7 separate regions of the Mus musculus genome follow, and regions 1, 2, 4, 5, 6 and 7 are each linked to region 3. A link is a contact called in public ChIA-PET, HiChIP or PLAC-seq, Micro-C and promoter capture Hi-C data. All regions are on one chromosome and are shown on one strand. Each heading gives the region's core, a stretch centred on a gene start, on an enhancer-like site or on the middle of the called end of the contact. The rest is flanking DNA. Distances are from core to core; before and after follow the strand shown. Region 1 overlaps Atg16l1 (autophagy related 16-like 1 (S. cerevisiae)). Region 2 holds the start of Atg16l1 (autophagy related 16-like 1 (S. cerevisiae)). Region 3 holds the start of Gigyf2 (GRB10 interacting GYF protein 2). Region 4 overlaps Inpp5d (inositol polyphosphate-5-phosphatase D). Region 5 overlaps Inpp5d (inositol polyphosphate-5-phosphatase D). Region 6 overlaps Inpp5d (inositol polyphosphate-5-phosphatase D). Region 7 overlaps Sag (S-antigen, retina and pineal gland (arrestin)).

What was found. Promoter capture Hi-C pulls out the DNA fragments that hold promoters and counts their contacts. Hi-C and Micro-C count contacts between places; a contact is called where the count stands out from the background. ChIA-PET counts read pairs in DNA pulled down with a chosen protein or histone mark. HiChIP or PLAC-seq counts read pairs in DNA pulled down with a chosen protein or histone mark.
Region 1: a Micro-C map of embryonic stem cells shows a contact between it and region 3, with 2.6 times the contacts expected there. The contact joins the enhancer-like site here to the promoter of Gigyf2 in region 3. A contact is called at or near these places in 2 of 39 promoter capture datasets (cranial neural crest and frontonasal cranial neural crest), 3 of 484 Hi-C or Micro-C datasets (CD4 T cells and embryonic stem cells), 2 of 115 datasets of contacts at active chromatin or transcription factors (embryonic stem cells and extraembryonic endoderm stem cells) and 2 of 9 other capture datasets (embryonic stem cells and liver).
Region 2: a contact with region 3 is called in a promoter capture Hi-C map of embryonic stem cells, with 6 times the contacts expected there. The contact joins the promoter of Atg16l1 here to the promoter of Gigyf2 in region 3. A contact is called at or near these places in 14 of 39 promoter capture datasets (the 3T3-L1 cell line, 3T3-L1-derived adipocytes, the C10 cell line and 11 more), 1 of 15 datasets of contacts at CTCF or cohesin (the NIH/3T3 cell line), 5 of 484 Hi-C or Micro-C datasets (CD4 T cells, embryonic stem cells and muscle stem cells), 23 of 115 datasets of contacts at active chromatin or transcription factors (the 230-238 cell line, the NIH/3T3 cell line, the SCID.adh cell line and 15 more) and 3 of 9 other capture datasets (embryonic stem cells, liver and pancreatic islet).
Region 4: an RNA polymerase II ChIA-PET map of memory CD8 T cells shows a contact between it and region 3, with 15 read pairs. The contact joins the enhancer-like site here to the promoter of Gigyf2 in region 3. A contact is called at or near these places in 2 of 39 promoter capture datasets (embryonic stem cells and hippocampal neurons) and 8 of 115 datasets of contacts at active chromatin or transcription factors (the 230-238 cell line, acute myeloid leukemia, effector CD8 T cells and 4 more).
Region 5: a contact with region 3 is called in a promoter capture Hi-C map of hippocampal neurons, with 2.3 times the contacts expected there. The contact joins the enhancer-like site here to the promoter of Gigyf2 in region 3. A contact is called at or near these places in 7 of 39 promoter capture datasets (the 3T3-L1 cell line, the C10 cell line, hippocampal neurons and 3 more) and 2 of 9 other capture datasets (embryonic stem cells and liver).
Region 6: an H3K27ac HiChIP or PLAC-seq map of embryonic stem cells shows a contact between it and region 3, with 5 times the contacts expected there. The contact joins the enhancer-like site here to the promoter of Gigyf2 in region 3. A contact is called at or near these places in 2 of 39 promoter capture datasets (embryonic stem cells and second pharyngeal arch cranial neural crest), 3 of 115 datasets of contacts at active chromatin or transcription factors (embryonic stem cells and large pre-B cells) and 1 of 9 other capture datasets (embryonic stem cells).
Region 7: a contact with region 3 is called in an RNA polymerase II ChIA-PET map of memory CD8 T cells, with 12 read pairs. The contact joins the enhancer-like site here to the promoter of Gigyf2 in region 3. A contact is called at or near these places in 2 of 39 promoter capture datasets (cranial neural crest and pre-B cells), 2 of 115 datasets of contacts at active chromatin or transcription factors (astrocytes and memory CD8 T cells) and 1 of 9 other capture datasets (pancreatic islet).

The regions. Positions count from the first base shown.
Region 1 is chr1:87,772,136-87,774,835 of GRCm38.p6, reverse strand. It overlaps Atg16l1 (autophagy related 16-like 1 (S. cerevisiae)), which reads right to left. Exons shown (of 18, transcript NM_029846.4): 7 at 605-691; 8 at 1-23. Among named protein-coding and RNA genes, the nearest start is that of Atg16l1, 17 kb to the right of the region's middle. Within about 2 kb of position 1,350, at least 19 of the 459 cell types and tissues checked have an H3K27ac peak or open chromatin away from gene starts, as enhancers often do. A contact at or near this core is called in embryonic stem cells and liver, where this site is marked.
Region 2 is chr1:87,754,580-87,757,279 of GRCm38.p6, reverse strand. Atg16l1 (autophagy related 16-like 1 (S. cerevisiae)) reads right to left here and starts at 1,269. Exons shown (of 18, transcript NM_029846.4): 1 at 966-1,269. The coding sequence starts at 1,080. Gm33517 (predicted gene, 33517) reads left to right here and starts at 1,534. Exons shown (of 4, transcript NR_157047.1): 1 at 1,534-1,955.
Region 3 is chr1:87,325,551-87,328,250 of GRCm38.p6, reverse strand. It overlaps Gigyf2 (GRB10 interacting GYF protein 2), which reads right to left and starts at 1,253. Exons shown (of 29, transcript NM_146112.4): 1 at 1,159-1,253.
Region 4 is chr1:87,639,285-87,641,984 of GRCm38.p6, reverse strand. The region is part of intron 2 of Inpp5d (inositol polyphosphate-5-phosphatase D); the gene reads right to left. Among named protein-coding and RNA genes, the nearest start is that of Inpp5d, 20 kb to the right of the region's middle. Within about 2 kb of position 1,409, at least 118 of the 459 cell types and tissues checked have an H3K27ac peak or open chromatin away from gene starts, as enhancers often do. A contact at or near this core is called in the 230-238 cell line, acute myeloid leukemia and memory CD8 T cells, where this site is marked.
Region 5 is chr1:87,720,253-87,722,952 of GRCm38.p6, reverse strand. It overlaps Inpp5d (inositol polyphosphate-5-phosphatase D), which reads right to left. Exons shown (of 27, transcript NM_010566.3): 27 at 2,443-2,700. It overlaps Gm33470 (a long non-coding RNA gene), which reads left to right. Exons shown (of 4, transcript XR_878350.2): 2 at 224-677. Among named protein-coding and RNA genes, the nearest start is that of Gm33470, 3.3 kb to the left of the region's middle. Within about 2 kb of position 1,447, at least 20 of the 459 cell types and tissues checked have an H3K27ac peak or open chromatin away from gene starts, as enhancers often do. A contact at or near this core is called in hippocampal neurons, where this site is marked.
Region 6 is chr1:87,688,541-87,691,240 of GRCm38.p6, reverse strand. The region is part of intron 9 of Inpp5d (inositol polyphosphate-5-phosphatase D); the gene reads right to left. Among named protein-coding and RNA genes, the nearest start is that of Gm33470, 35 kb to the left of the region's middle. Within about 2 kb of position 1,375, at least 23 of the 459 cell types and tissues checked have an H3K27ac peak or open chromatin away from gene starts, as enhancers often do. A contact at or near this core is called in embryonic stem cells, where this site is marked.
Region 7 is chr1:87,827,140-87,829,839 of GRCm38.p6, reverse strand. Sag (S-antigen, retina and pineal gland (arrestin)) reads right to left here. Exons shown (of 16, transcript NM_009118.2): 10 at 1,371-1,443. Among named protein-coding and RNA genes, the nearest start is that of Dgkd, 25 kb to the left of the region's middle. Within about 2 kb of position 1,404, at least 155 of the 459 cell types and tissues checked have an H3K27ac peak or open chromatin away from gene starts, as enhancers often do. A contact at or near this core is called in memory CD8 T cells and pre-B cells, where this site is marked.

The DNA.
Region 1 (2,700 bases), core at 101-2,600, 450 kb before region 3:
CAGCAGGCTGCGAGAGTCGCTTACTAAAGAGGAGGGGAGGATAGGTTTAAACCTTAGAAACATTTTGCCCCAAATCAAAACAGCCCCTAAAAATAAGTACCTGGGAATACACTTTCCATTCCCAAATCCCAGCCAAGACAAACTCAACACAGCATTTGAACCACCAGGAAATAGTAAGGAGGGAGAAGGAAAACCCAGCCTACTGTCTTAAAGAAACAAAAGGCTCTCAGGATTAACCTGATCTTCCTGCAAATGACAAGGAATCTGTCTAACATACCTAAACACTTCTGGGTACTCATGGTAAATCCAATGCATTCTTTCAGCTCTACTTTAACAAGACCCTAAGTATCTGTCCTTGTGTCCTAGGCTCTCATCACTATGTATAATAAAGTTTAACGGTTCACTCATCTCTCAGAAGGCCATTGTACCTGTTTGTGTTAGAAATGTTAGGCCACTGGTACCCTGTCTCCCTTCCACTCTCCTCTCTGTGGGGTGGACAGGGCGTGGGGGCTCTGGGTACATATGACTAGGTTCTCATGTCCACAAATGAGCAGTCACAGTGATGCTGGCGCTTGCCTTTCGCCCACCCAGCCAGTCCACTCACGTAGCTGCTCTGCTGACAGCTCGGACGGGAGAGGTCTCTTCTGTGTGGTCTGAGGTCTCATCCACAATGACTTCAATGTCATCATCCCTGGAAAGAAATGAAAGAGCATCTGTCATTGTGCCAAACAGGAGGTGTGCAAAGGCCAGTACCACATTCTATTGATGGATTCTCTCTGGAGACTTGGTTGCAAAGTGATGGTGAAGAAGAAAAGGGAACTCCACGATGTGAGAAACTAACGGTTGTACCTACTCAAAACCAACAGTGCCAAATGAGAATAAAGAATTTCCCAAAGCAAAACCTAAACGTGTGTGCTTCTGATGGCTAGAGTCTGCACACTTCCTGTGATACCCATGCTCCTTTATCCCAGCGGATGCCAGGCACCTCTGGAATTCCTCTCCCTACATATTCTTGTAGGTCAATTCTTTCCTGATGGTATGGGAGGCAAGCAATTATTTTGATATTAATGATCACTTGTGTTGCAATCTTCATGAGCAAAATAGCTTAATAAATTAAGAGATCACCACCACTTCCTGTTTGGAGGCTTAGGAATGTGAAGGCTAGATTTGTTTTTCCTTTCAGTGACTGTCTGGATAATGAGCATATATACTTAAGAACCTGTTACACCAAGGCCAAGTAAATTGATTTTTCCCTTATTTACTCTAGGATTACACAGAACTGCCTCACACTCTTGGCTGGGGTAGAGAAGAGAATAAAGAACATGGCTGTGCCTGGTTTCCTACTTGGCTGGCTTTCCTAGACCTAGAGTTTGAGAGTCAAAGGAGAAAGACGGCAAGAGGAGCTGAGTCTACAGTCATGCTCTGATGGGGTTTCAACACCCCAGAAAATACCAGGACCTGCCAAGTCATCACCTCTAGCCCAAAACGTGCATGTTTCCAACCCACACTGGCACAGCCCTGAGGAGCACACAGACTAGGGAAGCCTCTTTAGCAGGCCCTCCCAGATTTGCATTTCAGCACAAGCTCTCTATGTGGAGTCCTGGGCAGGATGCTGGATCCTTTTCATCTAGTCACCTGGTTACATTGGCAAACAAGAGGCAAGACATGACACTACCTTTTTTTCTTGTTTTTCTTTTTAAAGTAACCAAATCTCATTTTTAGGCAACCTGTGGGAAGCCACATGTGCCGTTGCAGAGTGGCACTGACTACTGCTGGCCACCACGCATAAGTTTGGACAAACAACCAATGTGTACATATGCAGTAAAGTTTTTTGCAAAGACACTGCCTGGCCCGGGCATGATAATGAGGTTCTGTAAGGTACTGAGAGTATAACCAATCAGATGTGAGACATGCAAATGAGGTATGATAATGAGGTTCTGTAAGCTACTGAGAGAGTAACCAATCAGATGTGAGACATGCAAATGAGGTATGATAATGAGGTTCTGTGAGGTACTGAGAGAGAGTAGCCAATCAGATGAGGAACATGCAAATGAGGCGTAGTACATAACCAATCCGGGTGTAAGACACGCCTCTCCTAGGCCTATAAAAGCAGCACCAGTTCTGGGCTCGGGGTCTTTTCGCCTCTACAATCAAGCTCTCCCAATAAATGTGTGCAGAAGGATCCTGTTGCAGCGTTGTTCTTCCTGGCCAATCGAGCACGCGCAAGAGCAACCCATTTATTTACTTTGTGGGTATGAAAAAATACACCAAGACCAGTTTTCTCCATTGAGGTCAGGAGACACACACATTCATGTTCTCTCCTTCTAGAGCAAAGGTTTAGCAGAACAACTTTCATTTCTTCAAGGAGGGGGTGTATGGGTGGACAGCTCGGGTTTAAACCACTCCTCTTCACTTAAAAGAAAGCAATAAAAATTCTATTTTTTAAAAATGTAAGTTTACTTATGTATGTTTAGCCTGCATGTATGTATGTAGGAGGTCAGAAGAGGGCACTGGGTCTTATAGCTGGAGATAGAGAGATGGCTGTGAGCCACCATGTGGGCACTCAGCAAGAACAAGCATTTTAAACTGCTGAGACCTCTCAGCCCAGGAGCCAATACACGTTTACGTAACAGTAGGTCTGAAGCTAAGATATTCCAGCAGAAAACCCATCCTGAATCAGAGCAGAGAGGACGATTACTG
Region 2 (2,700 bases), core at 20-2,519, 430 kb before region 3:
TACTGCAACTTCATCATCGTTGGCCTTGGTGCTTCATAAAAATTTAACATGAAACAATACATGCCAATTACTTAAAATGCTCAAACGTGTGTGCAAATCGAACCACTCAGGAAGCATAAAAAAAGTATGGGACTATTTTATCTTCTGTCATTTATACTGACTTAATTAGTCTGGAGTGTTTTTGATTGTCAAGTACATCCCCAGATGATTCTAACGTGTAAATAACTACTGATTTATCCCCATCAGAATGCAAATAGCAGTACTACGATTTCAAATCCCACTACCCGCAAAAACTTAGGAAGACTATGCCCAGGCTATCTCAGGAAGCAGATGGAACCTCAGGATCGAGGAGTGTCAACGCATTCGTTCAAATGTGAAACAGATTGGCTAAATTGGGAACACGAGGCACGAAAATGATCGTTGAGAACCCGCCTTAAGAATACAAGATACTTTCGATCCTTAAAATTCGCAAAGAGCGGCGAAGAGACCACTCTTTTTTTCTCACTTAAGGCTTTCAATAATAGCAAATGACCCAGTGGACAAATCCTAAAACTCAAATGTGTACCAACAATATGGAGAGGCCTGAGAAGTCAAAAACCACTAGTTCCACAGCATTCCGAAGAGAACGTCCATCTCTCGAGTTAATGCGTAAAGTCAATCTCTGTCTTGAACTCGATTCCTTAAACACGACGTTTTTGGAGCCTGACTACCTAAGTGCATCGGCGCCGCCTGGGTTATCGAGATTTACAACTGCAAACGATGTCTGTGGAAAGAACCTGGAAAAGGGGAACCCTCCATGATCGCGCCTAAGGTTTAAGCCAAAGAAGGAAGGTAAGCAACGAAAGGGCTCGAGACGTGCGGGACGCCAGGTCCCCGACGAGGCCGCCATGCGCGCGGGCGGAGCCGGGGTTCTCGCTGCCACGGCGCGTTCCACTCCCCGCCCCGGGCCCGCGCGTGCCGCTCACACTGCAGAATGATCTCCTCGAACGCCTGCCTCTGCAGTCGGTCCCGGCGCCTCAGTTCCTCCGCGATGTGACGCTTCCAGCGGGGAAAGTCTGCGGCGCGCAGGCCCGACGACATGCCGAACGCTGCCCCGGCGCCTCAGGGCGGCCGATCCGTGCCGACACTGGGGGGCTGCAGGCTGCAGCGTGCTGCCAGCCGCCAGCGAACAGAAGCCGGCCGCCGGAACCTCACCTTCCCACACAGGGCACCCGGAGGCGATCCGGGAAGATTTTCCGGTCTCTGCCGGAAATTATTCTGGAGAAGGCCGGAAGGCCCGCCTCGTAGCCCGACGTCCTAGGCCGCGCGCAAGCTCCCGGCCGAGACTTCGCGGGACGCTCTCAAATGACGCAACCTTGAAGCCGGAAGCGTCGGTGATGAGAGGCAGCCGCTGGGAGGCACCCTGGCTTCGCGGAAGAAGACAGGAAATGGGGTGGTTTTGTCCGGGGGTGTCTGTTTCCTTCCTCCTTTTACATTGTGTGTGCATCTTTTTTTTTTTTTTTTTTTTTTTTTTTTTAATTTCAGCTCAGAAGTGGGAGCTCCCCTGTGTATAGTGAATGATTGTCGTTGAGTGACAACCTCCCTAAGTATTAGGTGCCTAACCTGTAAAATGGGGGTAGTAATGGTATTTAACCGGAAGGTGAAAAGCCGTGAAATGTAATTTCTCTCTGCTGCATGGCAAAACTGTCTTCACATAGACAACTGCGTCCCTCCAAGACCTACGCAAACTGAATTTTAGCTCATGCCTGTGTGTGCCTTCAAGGCTGATCTCAAACACCTAGACTCAAACCATCTTTTTGGTCTTTTGGTTACTACGCTCTCAAAGGATATGAATCAATTGAGAGACACAGTTTAAAGAGAAATTTAGCAAAGTAAACACGCCAAAGAGAGGAGTGGATTTTTTTTTAAAAGATATCTTTGTTGGGGATTTATTTTTTTTTCTTAATGAAAAGGAGGTGAGTAGCATAATTCATGGAGTAAGGCCACCCATTTCTCTCTCAAAACAAGGAAGATTGGTTCAACCTTTTAGGGTACTTCTGGTTTTCCAGAAAAGCCCACAGGTTGAGGCTGGAGGAATGCAGACTGTAAACTCATACACACACATACTCACACACACACACTCGCCGTGGAGCCTTGGGTAGTATTATTATCACTTTTTTTTTTTTTTTGAGATTCACAATTTTTCTTTATATACATTTCAAATGCTATCCGGAAAGTTCCCTATACCCTCCCCCCGCCCTGCTCCCATACCCACCCACTCCCACTTCTTGGCCCTGGCATTCCCCTGAATTGGGGCAAATAAAGTTTGCAATACCAAGGGGCCTCTCTTCCCAGTGATGGCCGACTAGGCCATCTTCTGCTACATATGCAGCTAGAGATACAAACTCTGGGGGTACTGGTTAGTTCATATTGTTGTTCCACCTATAGGGTTGCAAACCCCTTCAGCTCCTTGTATGCTCTCTCTAGCTTCTCCACTGGGGGCCCTGTGATCCATCTTATAGATGACTGTGAGCATCCACTTCTGTATTTGCCAGGAAGACAGTTATACCAAGGTCCCTTCAGCAAAATCTTGCTAGTGTGTGCAATAGTGTCTGAGTTTGGTGGCTGATTATGGGATGGATCCCCAGGTGGGGTAGTCTCTGGATAGTCCATCCTTTTAGCTCCAAACTTTGTCTCTGTAACTCCTTTCATGGATATTTT
Region 3 (2,700 bases), core at 4-2,503:
ACAAAGTATATGTTCTAACCAAAAGGAAAAATTCTGCCAGTCAGAGCCACAAAAAAGGATGAAAACTCATGTACAAAAAGTAGGATAATAGTTTTTGTAATTTAGGAAGTCATTTGTTACTAAAGAGGAGTAACTACATAAGGAAGACTACAATCCCTGTATACAACACTCTGAAACATAATTACCTATAATTCAAGGTAGATGGGACTAGGTGGGAAGCCATCACTGATTGAGTCCCTTCATTTCTTAAGTTATGTTGGAATACTTACCTTCCTAATAGAACCACTAGGTGTGTTTAAGTGCTTTGACTTTCGAGAAAACTGGAGGTGAGGGGAGACCGTACTAGATAAATGCAAAGCAACGTTACTGCTTCCCAAACGCGGTCACACAATCAGCTCCTTTCACACCCTTCCTTACTTGCTGGCTTGATTTATATTTCAGCTACAAAACCAAAGTGTTCAAGAGTGCTTCGTGGGAAACTGCTTGCCCATTTCAAGCCGGTATGAACATTCGGGTCCCCGGGGCTGCCCGGGGCTCTACTTTCCCAAGCCTCTCAGTCCCAGGATCAGATCATGACTCCACCTTGCCTGGGGCCTGCTCAAGACCAGTCCTCCAGCCCTAGAAGCAGTCTTCCCCAGTCCAGATGCTCGGTGGAGAAGGCAAGGGCGCACCTCCCTGGGGCAGGTGCGGGCAGGAGCGCCGGCAGGAGCAGCTGTCGGCTCGCAGCAGCTGTTAGCCGGGGTACCCCGAGGCTGTGCGGGCGACCAGCCCCGAGGAGCGGGCAGCGGAAGGCGAACCCTCCGGCCTGACACTGCCCACCCCGCCTCCCGCCTCCTCTCCTCGGCTTCCCCCGCGATGCCACGGGGGCGAAAGCAGGGGGCTGCCCTCGGCCGGGACGCTCCCTGGACTGCCGGGACCCTCGCACGGGAGGAGGCTCCTGCTGACCTCGCACCTGCCCTGTCCCCAGGTCTGACGCCCCCAGCCGGCAGCGGCCGTGGCCGCTGCCGGGCAGCCTGAGTGTGTCCATGCGGCCGGCTCGGGCCGGAGCGGCGGGGACGCGACGGTGGGCGCCGGGCCACGGCAGCTCGGGGCGCTATGGCGGGGACTGGGCGCGGGATGGCCGCGGGCAGGGGAGACACACACCGAGCCACTGGTTACCTGCGGTCCGGGACAGGAGTCTCTCAGAACCCAAGTCAATCCTCAGCCTCAACAACACAAGATGGCCGACACGTCGCCACGCACGTCACGTGACCCCGCGCGCCGCGCCGCCCCCCGCCCCGCCTACATCCCCGCCTCACTCCCTCCCTGCTCTCCAGCTTCCCACGACATCGTTCCCTTCCTCGACGGCCTGCCCCTCCCCTCGGACACGCCCCTCCCTGAGACCCGGATGCAGGGCCGGGCGAGGACGGAGCCTGAGTAGCGCAGGCGCACAGTGGGGCCTTTGGCTGCATCTCCTATGGCCCTAGAGTTGAACTGGTGTCCCTAATTGGAGCCTGGCCAGAGGCCCTATGACTCACCGTCCGATGCACCCAATCCAGTGCCCGGTTGCAGTACAAAAATCTCCACATCATTTATGAGCTGGTTTTCCAAGCTAGAACTTTTCCACAGCATTTGGTCTAGCATTTTCCTGCCAGTTGGTCCATCATGGGGCAAATGGTAAAGCTGAAATTCAAAGCAGTTTCCTTTCTTATAGAACTGGAAATTCATCCTGGAGTACTGGAATGTGACAGCTGGGAAGGTTTTAAAAGTTCCTACACCTAGCCAGGCAGTGGTGGCTCACACCTTTAATCCCAGCACTTGGGAGGCAGAGGCAGATCGATTTCTGAGTTCAAGGTCAGCCTGATCTACAGAGTTCCAGGACAGCCAGGGCTATACAGAGAAACCGTGTCTCGAAAAACTAAAAAAAAGTTACTACACCCTTCCACTACATGTGGACCTACAACCCCCTTATATATACTGCCTTCCCATTTTAGGGTTGCGAGATAACGAATAGTAAACCCGGCAATACAGAATACAGGAAATTAATCTGCTGTCTTTCTGAAACTCATGTTTAGCTGGACATACTATATACTTTGATTTGCTAAACCTGGTACATCTACCATTTCAAGTCACCCGGGTCTTTCTGGGACCATTAGTCTTTTCCTGCCTTTCTACTACCTTTGGTGTTTGGGATCCACTCAGTTTCACACAATCACTGCAAAATATCCTCCAGCATTTATCATAGGTCTTCCCATCAACATAAACTTAAGTTTCAGAACACAGTGGCAGACTCCCAACCTAGTCGTTTGGGAGCCCTGGATTCAACACTTGGAAAAAAAATACACACACACACACACACATACATACATACATATATATATATATATATATATATATATACCAACTTCCTCCTCTGCCTCCCTTCCTGAGTCTTGATTCCCTTTCAAAGAGAGACTGTATAAAAGAGCATTAAATTCAGAGAATGATCATTAATCTTGACTGTGATCATTAATCTTGACTGTCAACATGATGGGATTTGGATTCATCATGGAAACAAATATCTGAGCAAATTTATGAGAGATTATCTAGATTATGTTATTTGATGTGGGGAAACCCGAGAGTAGGTAAAGTGGAAAATACCATTCCATTCCATAAGCTAGAATTCTATAGTGTATAAGACCTAAGTGAAAAAGCTACACAGAAACATTCAAAGGTTCCATC
Region 4 (2,700 bases), core at 160-2,659, 310 kb before region 3:
CTGTGCAGTGACTCTCGGTGCTCAATCTGAAGTGTACGGTTTTCCTTTTTTGAGATTCCCCCCTAGCATAGACCAAACCTTGTATGTTGGACCACTTTCAGCTACGTGTTTCAGAATCCTATATGTACTTGAACACAAAAGAGTCATCTCACTAACAGGAAGCCCATGGGCAGGCCAGCTCCTAGACTTGTTAATTCGATGCAGCTAATCCAATAGCACCATTCAAGACCTGGCTTCATTTTATCTTTCTGCTCTGCTGTCTGCATGGTCCCATTCTCCAGTCACCTTTTCTCACGGTTGTGAAACAGCAGCAGCAATTCCAATGATCATATTCTAGTTGGGAGGGAGGGAGCCATTTTGTCTTGTGTCTGTTTCTAAGAAAGACTTTTTGATAAGACGCCCCTACGGAGTCCTTCCCCTCTGCAATTGAGTACTGTTCCCTGGGCTTAGCCTATCAACAGTTAGTGTCAGCTCTGTGCTATGCAGGAGAAGAAAACACAAACAAAGCAGACCATAACATTCTGGGATATGGAGAATTAGCAACAAGACGGCTTGGGTGCACAGAGATGGGGAGAAAAGGATAAGCCATTTAGAGGCAGAGATGGCAGAGCGTAAACACCCCTACCCCCAGACACCTGAGAATCAATTAGCTCTCCCTCCAGGCGCACAGGAGAAGGGGCAGGTGAGGGGTGCTTGTTTGTTTGCTTGTTTGTTTCTGGGAGTAAGAGTGTTCCAGAAGGCTGGCAAATGAGGGCAGGACTGGGCTTTCTCAGTAGAATCTGAGAAAAATAAAACAGATAAACTGGCTTAAAAAAAAAAAAAAAGTCAAACAAGAAAAACCTTTGAGTCTTGAAAGACCTGTGTTGCAAATTGATCAATCTCAGCAGGATCCACAGAAGGAAAGGATGCAGCGAGCAAAAGGTAATACCTGTCTCTCTACTACAACTGGCACGAGCTGGCCTTGGGTTGGTGCTTGGGACTTATTCATACTACATTTTCAAAGGCTATGGAACGACACCTCTGGGGGATGCTGAAGGGAAACTTGGCCCCAAGAATTTCCCTTTTAAATATGAACCCAGCTGCAAGATGTCCTGAGATAGTCAGAGGCTTAGAAAATAGACCTATATCTACAGCAGATAAAATAAAATAAAATAAAGCAAAGTTAAAACACAGGGCCCCAGAATATGGTTGCCAGGACACAAAGGGGTCTCCCTGTCTTCACATTGGCCATGCTAGCTTCTGAGCCTGTTCTGCATTCTTCCTTGTACAACCTCAGGAAATGTGTGTTTGAGCCACATCCTTTGCCCAGAGGCTCAGACGGAATCTTTATTTCACTTGGTGACCACTTAGAACAATAACAGCTGCCACCCGCTTCCTGAACTTCATAACAACGGCTCAACCGTTCGCCCTCCCCGACGCTTGTGACCGGCCAGCTCTGAAAACGTGGTTTTGTTCCTTCTCCAGATGCCGAACTGCCCAGAGCAATGTGACAGACATCACCAGGGACCAGGAACTTGAGTCACGCGTCTGATCTACACAGATCACGACAGGCTCTGGCTAGTGGGGTTTCCTTCTGTCTGGAAGAGTAACCTTGGCGTCTGTGGGAAAGACCATCTCAAAGCCTCTCTTCTTCTGAACGTGCATGAAAACCCACAGTACCCCAGTTTTCACAGTCCTTATCCCCAACACTGCCGGCTCAGCAGAGACAGGAAGTTCACAGAGATATTTATGCGACAGAATCATGAGCTGGGCTTTTTTCTTCTTCATAGGAAGTGTCAGGCAGCAAGAGAAGCCCAGAGGCCCCTATTCGCTTCAGTGGTGGACCTGGCTAGAGGTATCATGTCTAAAGGCTGCTCAGAGCTCTTCAGCCTCCTCAGACACAACACAGTTGTCTGTTAAGACTTCTTGTCCTGCCTCAGACCCTCCCTGGCTTCCCAGGGAGCAAAGCTACTCCAAAAGGCAACAACTGGGTGAACAGCTCACTCTGAAGTCAGCGGCCCAAGATGGATGTCACTTCCCTGAGGGGAGAGTCACTTCCTTTGTAGATTCAGGAAGGACCCAGGATTCACACGAACACCGCCTCTAGGCATGGGAACCCGGGGCCCGATGGGCTAAGTAAGCATCCTGCCTGCCTGCCTCTGGCCTCACACAGTACCCAGAGGATGTCCGCATGGACTTTAAATCAGAACACTCTCTGGGTCTGAGAATCTGCGTTAAACCTGTCTCACAGTGTCTGTGGATCCTTGCTTCAGTGCCCGGAGCAGAGCCAGGGATAGACATCCTCCACAGACACCTTCCACAGCCCACAGCACACTTCCATCTTCATCCTCCATCACCTTTGCAGCTTCTCGCCCTGCATGCACCCACCTCTTTTCCTTTGTAGAAACCGTACCCATCACGTCCACAGCCTTCCTCTTTCTTGACTGTTCCTTCCTTCATTATCTTTCCCTCATCTCATTATTCCTTTTCTTTTATGTCTTTCAGTCCCCCCCCTTTATACTGTTCTCAGCATCTCTTTCCCTCCCATTTTCTTCCCATTCTTTTTTCACCTTGCAGACTGAAGAACATGTGGCTGTCTCCCTTCTTTTTTTTTTTTTTTTTTTAAATATTTATTTATTTATTATATGTAAGTGCACTGTAGCTGTCTTCAGACACTCCAGAAGAGGGCATCAGATTTCGTTACAGATGGTTGTGAGCCAC
Region 5 (2,700 bases), core at 198-2,697, 390 kb before region 3:
GATGCACACATACTCCAGGCTTCCTGACCCATGAGTTTCTAGGCAGTTCTCCTGTCTCTCCTCTCTACCTCTTAGTGCTGGAATTACAGATGCATGAGCTGCACCCAGCTTTTGACATTTGTTCTGGGAACCCAACTCAGGTTGCTGGGCTTGCTTAAGACTCTATTGTCAGGAAACACAAAATAAGGTATTTAAATCCTTTCTGTCTGACCCTCATCCACAGCCATATCCTGCCACGTGGTCTCCTCAGGCCCAGCACAACCATGTTTGAATGGATGATGGAGAACGTCAACTATGCATATCAAATCTGAGGTCACCAGAAAGCTGTACCAATGGGTGGGTCATCTGTGAGCTGACAGAAACGATCAGCTCTGGAGCCACCACCAACCAGAGAATCAGCAGACATATATTGTTAGTACCTGGACTTCATGTGCCTGTGTGAGTTCCTGTGTGAAGCCAAGCAGTTTTCCCAGAATGGGACCTGGGAGGGGGGGGTAGGTAAATGTGGGGGTGAGACCAGATATTTGCATCATAAAAGGTCTCTCTGTTGGAGTGAAGGCTAAGAGTGAGCTAACTGCCTCATAGAAAGCTTCTAGGTTTTTCCATAGCTGGGTCTCCATGGAAATTAGTTTGCAGCAAGAGAGGAGCTATTTTAAGGACAAGTAAAGACAGACCTGGTAGGCTGGGGTTAGGGAAGGTTTCTGCAGGAGAGAGCTTTGCTCAGTGACTCACTTGGCTCCCTCCTATTGGTGGTTTGAAAGCCACAGTAAAGTATCAGAAATGCTGGACAGAGGAAGAGTACAGTGGCTGCCCGTCTAGTTCCACAGGTGGCCTGGCAGGGCAGCAGCCACCGTCTGGACCAGTGGAATAGAGATTAGATGCAGATATAGTCATTCCAGACGCCATATTATGGTAACAGGAAATCTGGGCTTTGGCTGGCTTTGTATAGCCACGAAGAGAAGGGCAAATTTACATCTGGAAAGAAAAAGTGACTGTCAATGTATAATTTTAGGGTGAAGCATTATCTTAGGGGTGGGGCAGCTTGAGCAAAGCTTGTTAACTGCCCTGCCTTCTTGGTTATGGAGCTCAGTGAAGAAAACTGAAGTGCTGGGTCGGGGGTGGGGGGGCAGTATCTGGCTCTCCATTTCTGCCGTAGAAGGGAGAACTGCATGTTAGAGGGTAGGAATAGGATGGAATGGCTGGAAAAAGAGACAGCTAACTGGGATGGGTCCCGGGAGATGGTGTCCAGAGTCAAGAGAAATGGCCACATGAGTGTGCATGACTGAGAGCCTAGGGGGACAATGATGAAACTTCAGTTGTGGTGTTTCCAGTTTTGGGCATCAGGGGGCCCCAGCTGACCATCCACGCGCAAAGCTAGGCTCTTACTTAAGACAGCCGAAAACGGAGCTAGATTCTGCTGAGGCGAGGAGAGCTCAGAGTGAAGGGACAGGAAGCATGCATATGCCCCGCCTTGCTTTAACTTGCAGAAACAGACCTGGATATCTTCCTGGAGGAGCTATTTGCCGTTCCATGGATGGGCAGCTGCTGGCACCTCACACAGCAAGCCAGCCCACTGTGAAAACGGGGATCACATGCCACAAAGGCAATAGGGTCTTGGTCCTCAGCTCTGGGGTCGCAGGGAGTATGACCCAGGGTGGGTTACCAGGACAAGTGGGCTGAGGAACAGCAGAGTGGAACGTTTACACTTCCCTTGCCTTTCCTCTAGAATATCAAGGAATCTCCTGTTGTGTCTCTACCTTGGTTTACTGTGTCAGAATGCGGGGCCTGGAGTTGGGGGTGAAGTTCTTTATGGGGACCAAGTAGTGAATCTGCAGGAGAGACATTCACCTAAGTAGAGGAGAGGAGCTGTTCTGGAATATTCTCAGCCTGGAGTCTGCCAGTCCACAAGGACTATCATAGCAGGTAGTGAATGGTTTGCTCAGTAACTCTCAAAGATGCTGCTCCCTGGAAGTCTGCTTAGAGCCTAGGCCTGAGGTCTTTGAGCAAGAGATGCTGAATATCTTAAGGTGGAAGGAATGGTGACGTGGGCCATGGCACTTTGCAGGTGATGCCAAGCTGTAACTATGTTGGTTCTCTGGCTGGAGGCTATTCCCTAACCTTTGAACCCACGTCCCGGGGATGGTTTGTATGAGTCTATTGTCTCTAGAATAATCAGAACTGTTGGTCAGGCAATATCAGAGGACACTTGTGAAAGTTGGGAGGCTATAGGACATTTGGAGTCCCACACAGACATATGCGTGAAAGGGGTGATATCACGCTTGTCCGTGTCCATCTTCAGACTGACTTCATGGTGAGGATACCATTTTTCTGGCCATAAGGAACTCTCAGCTTCATCTCCCTGCCCCAAAGTGTCTCTGCAGTAGTTATAGCACAGGGAAGAATTGTAGCCCCGGGTATCAGGAAGATACCACACAGTCAGGAGGCCCAGTTAGAAAGGCACAATTTTATTGGTCACTCAGACTGGGAAACACAGGGGATATACCTACTCTCCTGAATAATCTAGGTCTGGTTTCCTACATTAATCCTGATATATCAAAAAGCAAGACAAGAAAAGATATCACAACCCTAGTCTCCTGGTAACCAAGGACACAGGGTGCACCCCAGAGCTTGGGAAGAAGAGGCTGCACTATTTTGAGAGCCTGGGACCAATGCTCACCTTCCCTGATAGCAGGCTGGAGA
Region 6 (2,700 bases), core at 126-2,625, 360 kb before region 3:
TAGCACCTACATCAGGCAGCTCACAACCACCTGGAACTCCAGCTCCAGGCGACTCCTTTGGTCTCTTGGAGCACCTCACATACCCAGGCATACACTCATACATAATTAAAAATAATAAGGATAAAATTAAAAATGAATCAAATTATTCTTTAAGATTTGTTGTTGTTGGCAATAGTATCTTTCCACTCTGCTCCCTCCAATGTCCTGCCCCCTGAAGGCAACTAATTTCAAGGTTTTTTTTTTAAAAGATATATTTATTTTATGTATATGAATACACTGTAGCTGTCAGACACACCAGAAGAGGGTGTCAGACCTCATTATGGATGGTTGTGAGCCACCATGTGGTTGTTGGGAATTGAACTCAGGACCTCTGGAAGAGCAGTCAGTGCTCTTAACTGTTGTGCCATCTCTCCAGCCCTAATTTCAAGTTTTTCAATGAACTCTTTTAACTTTATCTCATGTTTCTTAAAAAATAGAAACATAAATAAAAGGCATGCATGACCACCTGGTTTATTGTTGTATTTTAGCTACATAAACACTCAATGCTTATGTCACTGTGACCACGACAAGGCTCCTGACAGACCAGTCCTGGTTGTTCTTTTTCCTATGTAACTTAAAAACGTTTCCCTGAGTTGGGCCCATGAGCCCCTCCCCTAGCTGAGGAACTATTGGCAGATGACTGCTGGGGAGAGAAAGTCAAGTTTCTTAAGGATGTAGCTCCAGGTAGTGCCAGGTCCCAGGGGATGGTCTCATACCCAGGAGCACATACCAATTTCTGTCTTAGTTAGGGTTTTACTGCTATGAGCAGACACCATGACCAAGGCAACTCTTATAAGGACAACATTTAACTGGGGCTAGCTTTCAGGTTCAGAGGTTACGTCTATTATCACCCAAGGCAGGAACATGGCAGCAGCCAGGCAGGCATGGTGCAGAAGGAGTGAGTTTTACATCTTCATCTGAAGGCTGCTAGCAGAATACTCACTTCCAGGCAGCTAAGAGTAGGGTATTAAAGCCCACACCCACTGTGATGGTACAGGGTACAGACTCCAACAAAGCCACACCTCCTAATAGTGCCACTCCCTGGCCCAAGCATATACAAACCATCACAGGGACTCAGTGAGATGACAGGAAGTTGGGAGGAGGGAGGGGGTGAGGGTGGGTCTGAGAGGAGTTAGAGGGAGGAGTATGGGGTGAGTATGGGCAGTATGAGAAAAGGCATATTATATTGGCCTTTCCTGGGTTTATAACTGTACAATGACCATGTTCTTTTCTTTTTTGGTGGTACGGAGGGTCACACTGCATGCTAAGCTACCCTCCTAACCCCCTGCTATGTGCTTTCCTCCATTCAGACTCCCCTCTCATTCCCCACATGACTAAGCACTTTGCTGTCTGTCCTATGAGTAAGTGCTTTCCCACAGCCTCTAGGTCTGCTGACTTTGAGGCCTGTTGGAAACCTTCCTCCTTCAGCACCCTGGCATCTACTCCTTTGTCCCTCTCCTTGGACCCTTCTCTCTCTCATTCTGTCTCCCTCTCTCTTTGTTTACACCTTCATTCTGGTAACATCTCTAGTAGCTTTCCAAGAATTATTTTCTAAAACATGTTTGACTTTTAAATGAGCATATATTAACATATCTATTCATTGTAACCTCTTCATTCACTCTTTGATCATTCCACAGTTACTCTTTGTTTCTGTCCTGGTCCCTTTCTTCCCTAATTGTACCCCCTCACCCCCCAGTCCCATCCATTTTTGGTAAATAGTATCGTGTTGTTCTTTATGGCTGAGTAATACTCCTCCCATGATGTTCAGGAACATTTTCTTCCTTCAATGTTGGGCACCAAGGTCAGTTCCATAACTTGGCTATAACAAATGTCGCTCTGATAAACGCGGGTGTGCCGCCATCACTGGCATTGATCCCCTGTCAGTGTGTGACTGGCAAAGACTTTCTCCCATTCTGTCTCTTCACTCTGCTAACTGTTTCCCTTGCTGGTCAGAGTTTTTTAATTTTATAAAATCCCATTTGTCATTTTTTGCTATTGGAGTGTTTTTGTTTTGTTTTGAGAAGCCCTTCCCTGGAGCTAGGCCTACTGGCAGACGCCATAACCAGCACTTGGGAGGTAGAGGCAGGAGGATGAGGAGTGAGTTCCTTGGCTACCACTTGCCTGACATGCATAGGTCCTTGGGTTTGATTACTGTGATTACAAAACTAATTAGCTAAACAAACAAATAACCACTTTGAGCACCCTCCTCAAAGTCCCTGGTAGACTTGTCATGACTGACAGAGGTGGGGGCATTGAGTACCTCCATATGACTCTTGTGGGAAAGCTGCCAGGCAACCGAGGTAGCATTAGACTCTGGCTCAAAAACCCAAACCAAACCCACCTTCTAAGAGCTTCCTTCCCTCAAGTTTTTAATTTCTGGTTGTTTTTATTTTATTTCGGCAGTACAAGGGGCCCGCATATGATTGATAAGCACTGGACAACAGAGATGTATCTCCAGTCCTTTAAAATTTTTACTTTGAAAATCTGTTTATTTCTTTTTGGATTTTTGAAACATGGTTGTATGTAGCCACGGCTGGCTTGAATTCCTGATGCCCTGCCTTTAACCCTTGTACAGAACTCTTTTTTTTTTTTCTTCCCTCTTCCTATTAATTCAAAAATATTTTAAATTAAAAACTCTATTTTGGGGCTGGAGAGGTGGCT
Region 7 (2,700 bases), core at 155-2,654, 500 kb before region 3:
GTACTGTAGTAGAACCTGCGGAAGCCAGGCCCACAGCTGTGTTCAGGGCCATTAGGATCTCATACTGCATGGTCAGCAGCAGCTTACAACGGATGTTTGACCCGGTTTGAGGAACCCTGCCCACCAGAGCCCTGGTTGCTGGATGTGTCTGGAACAGTGCTGGGCTCTTGCAGCCTTCTGAGTGGCTTCTACATTGAGACCAATGTGATTTAGTCGTAATGGGATGGTTTTGAGAAGGGCCTTGGAGATGAGAGAAAACAACTCAGGATGTGTCTGTGAGAACATTTCCAGAGAAGATTAGCCCAGAGGGAAGGCTGCCCTGGATACAAGAGCCACCATTGCAGAGGCTAGAAACCTGGCTGTCATCAAAGGGGGAGCAGGGGTATCCTGCTAATGCCTGCATTCCTTGTTTCCTGAGCTGTTCTGCTCTGCCACGCCCACCCTGCTGTGATCAATAGAAACTGTGAATGGAAACAGATATTTCTGTGACAGTTTGTTTTCTCAGATACGTGCCTGTGCCTAAACAATGAAAAAGCTAACATGATATGGCCCCATTTCTAGACTGCTCTGCCCACCCCCGACCCCCGGGAAATCCTAGAATGGTGTCCATTCTCCCGAGGATCATTTGGTCCAAAAAGCACACAGAGTTTTGAATGAGAAACAGGAAATGGTATAGAGATACACACACACACACACACACACACACACACACACACACACACACACACACATCTGGTGTAATCTTCCTGCAAATTCTGCTACAGTAAAGGCTATCATTCTAGCCCGAGGGCCCCCTTCCATGACAGTCAAGCTGGGGGGGAGACAGACAGACAGACAGAGAGAATGAAACATGCATGCAGACACACACACACACACGTGTGTGTGTGTGTGTGTGTGTGTATATATATATATATATATATATATGTATATATAGATATATGCATATATAGATATACGCATATATATATATAGATAGATATAGATATATATATATACACACACATACATATCATAGCCCTAGCCTGGGCTAATAGCTCATTTAGTCATCTTCTGGGGGCAGGACGAGCATCTCATTCCTGTCAACACATTCCAAGGATACACAGAGCCCTTCTTGTTCCCATAGTGACCTTACTCTCTAGATTTCTCTCCTCCGGTCCCTTGTTTATAAAGACTGTTCTCCCAGCCTAAGAGATGGACCCAGAGGCAAAATAAACACATAGCCTAGCCTGCCTTGCTTCATAGCTCTTGATGGGAGAAAGGGGGAAGAAAGCAAAGGCTTTCTTTTCAGAAAAGGCAAAGTTCCCTCTTCAGAAGAGGAAGCTGACAAAGCGGGCTGCCGCCCAGGAAGTGGAAAGACACCTGCTACTTACTGTGTTTCCTCCGAGGCTACAGGCTTGACGTAATAGTCACTTGAGTAGAGAACCACATTGGCTATCTGTTCCACTGCAAAGGGAAGACAGGAGGGGGTGGTCAGGGCAGCCCCTCGTGCCTTCAAGGAGACACACAGGACCATTTGACTCTGGCTTTCTCAGCCCTCGGCTTCAAGCTGCAATTTTTCAAGGTCTGGTTGCAGGCCATTTCTGTATACCAGTGACTCACTCTGCGTTACCAAAACACCGGGCTCTGAGATTCGGCTCCAGGAAGCACCCTTCTCTCCTCCAAACCCATAATCTCTTAAAATCAAGCTTGAGGATTAAGAGAAACAATTTCAAGTTCCCATCACAGTACCCAACTTATAGAAAACTACTAATGTTTTGTTTCAGAAAATTTCACCGTTTCAAGGTCATTGGTATTATTTTCCAATATATTTTGAGAAATATTTTTTTTTTATTTTGAAAAAGGCTTTCCTGTGTAACCCAAGCTGGCCTAGAACTCACAACTCTGCCTCAGGCTCCCAAGTGCTAGGTTACAAGTATGCACCAACACACTTTGCTGAGAAGTAAATTGTTTTTAAATTTTATTTATTTATTTTATGTATATGAGTACACTGTAGTTGTACAGATGGTTGTGAGCCATCATGTGGTTGCTGGGAATTGAATTCAGGACCTCTGCTCACTCTGGCCCCACTCATTCCAGCCCAAAGATTTATTTATTACTATAAATAAGTACACTGTAGCTGTCTTCAGAAATACCAGAAGAGGGCATCTGGTCTCATTAGAAATGGTTATGAGTCACCATGTGGTTGCTGGTATTTGAACTCAGGATCTCTAGAAGAGTAGCCAGTGCTCTTAACCACTGAGCCATCTCTCCAGCCCCGAGAAGTAATTTCAAATACAAGTATGCAATGATACATGATCAATTTTGCAGCTGTTTCTGAAAGTTTGCTTCTGTTCTTTCAAAATTGAAATTACAACCCCAGGGTGACATTATTTTTAAAATTTGCATCACTGGAGGAGGCCACGAACATGTCAAGGACTTGTTGGGAGGTCAGAGGACAACTTGTGGGAAAGTCATTCTCTCCTTCCCCTACATGAGTTCCAGAGATCAAAGTCATGGCACCAGGCTGGGAAGCTGGCATTTTTGCCAGCTCATCCCAGTAGCCCAAGTGAGCATTCACTGTGAAGAGAAGGGCTTTCTGGGAAGTGATGGAGTTGTGGGGACAGCACACTCATGAGTGGATTCCGTGGCCTTAACAAGGAGGTTCCAGGAGCTTGTTGGATGAGCTGCTTGTCAGATGAATCTGCCAATGCCCTGATCCTG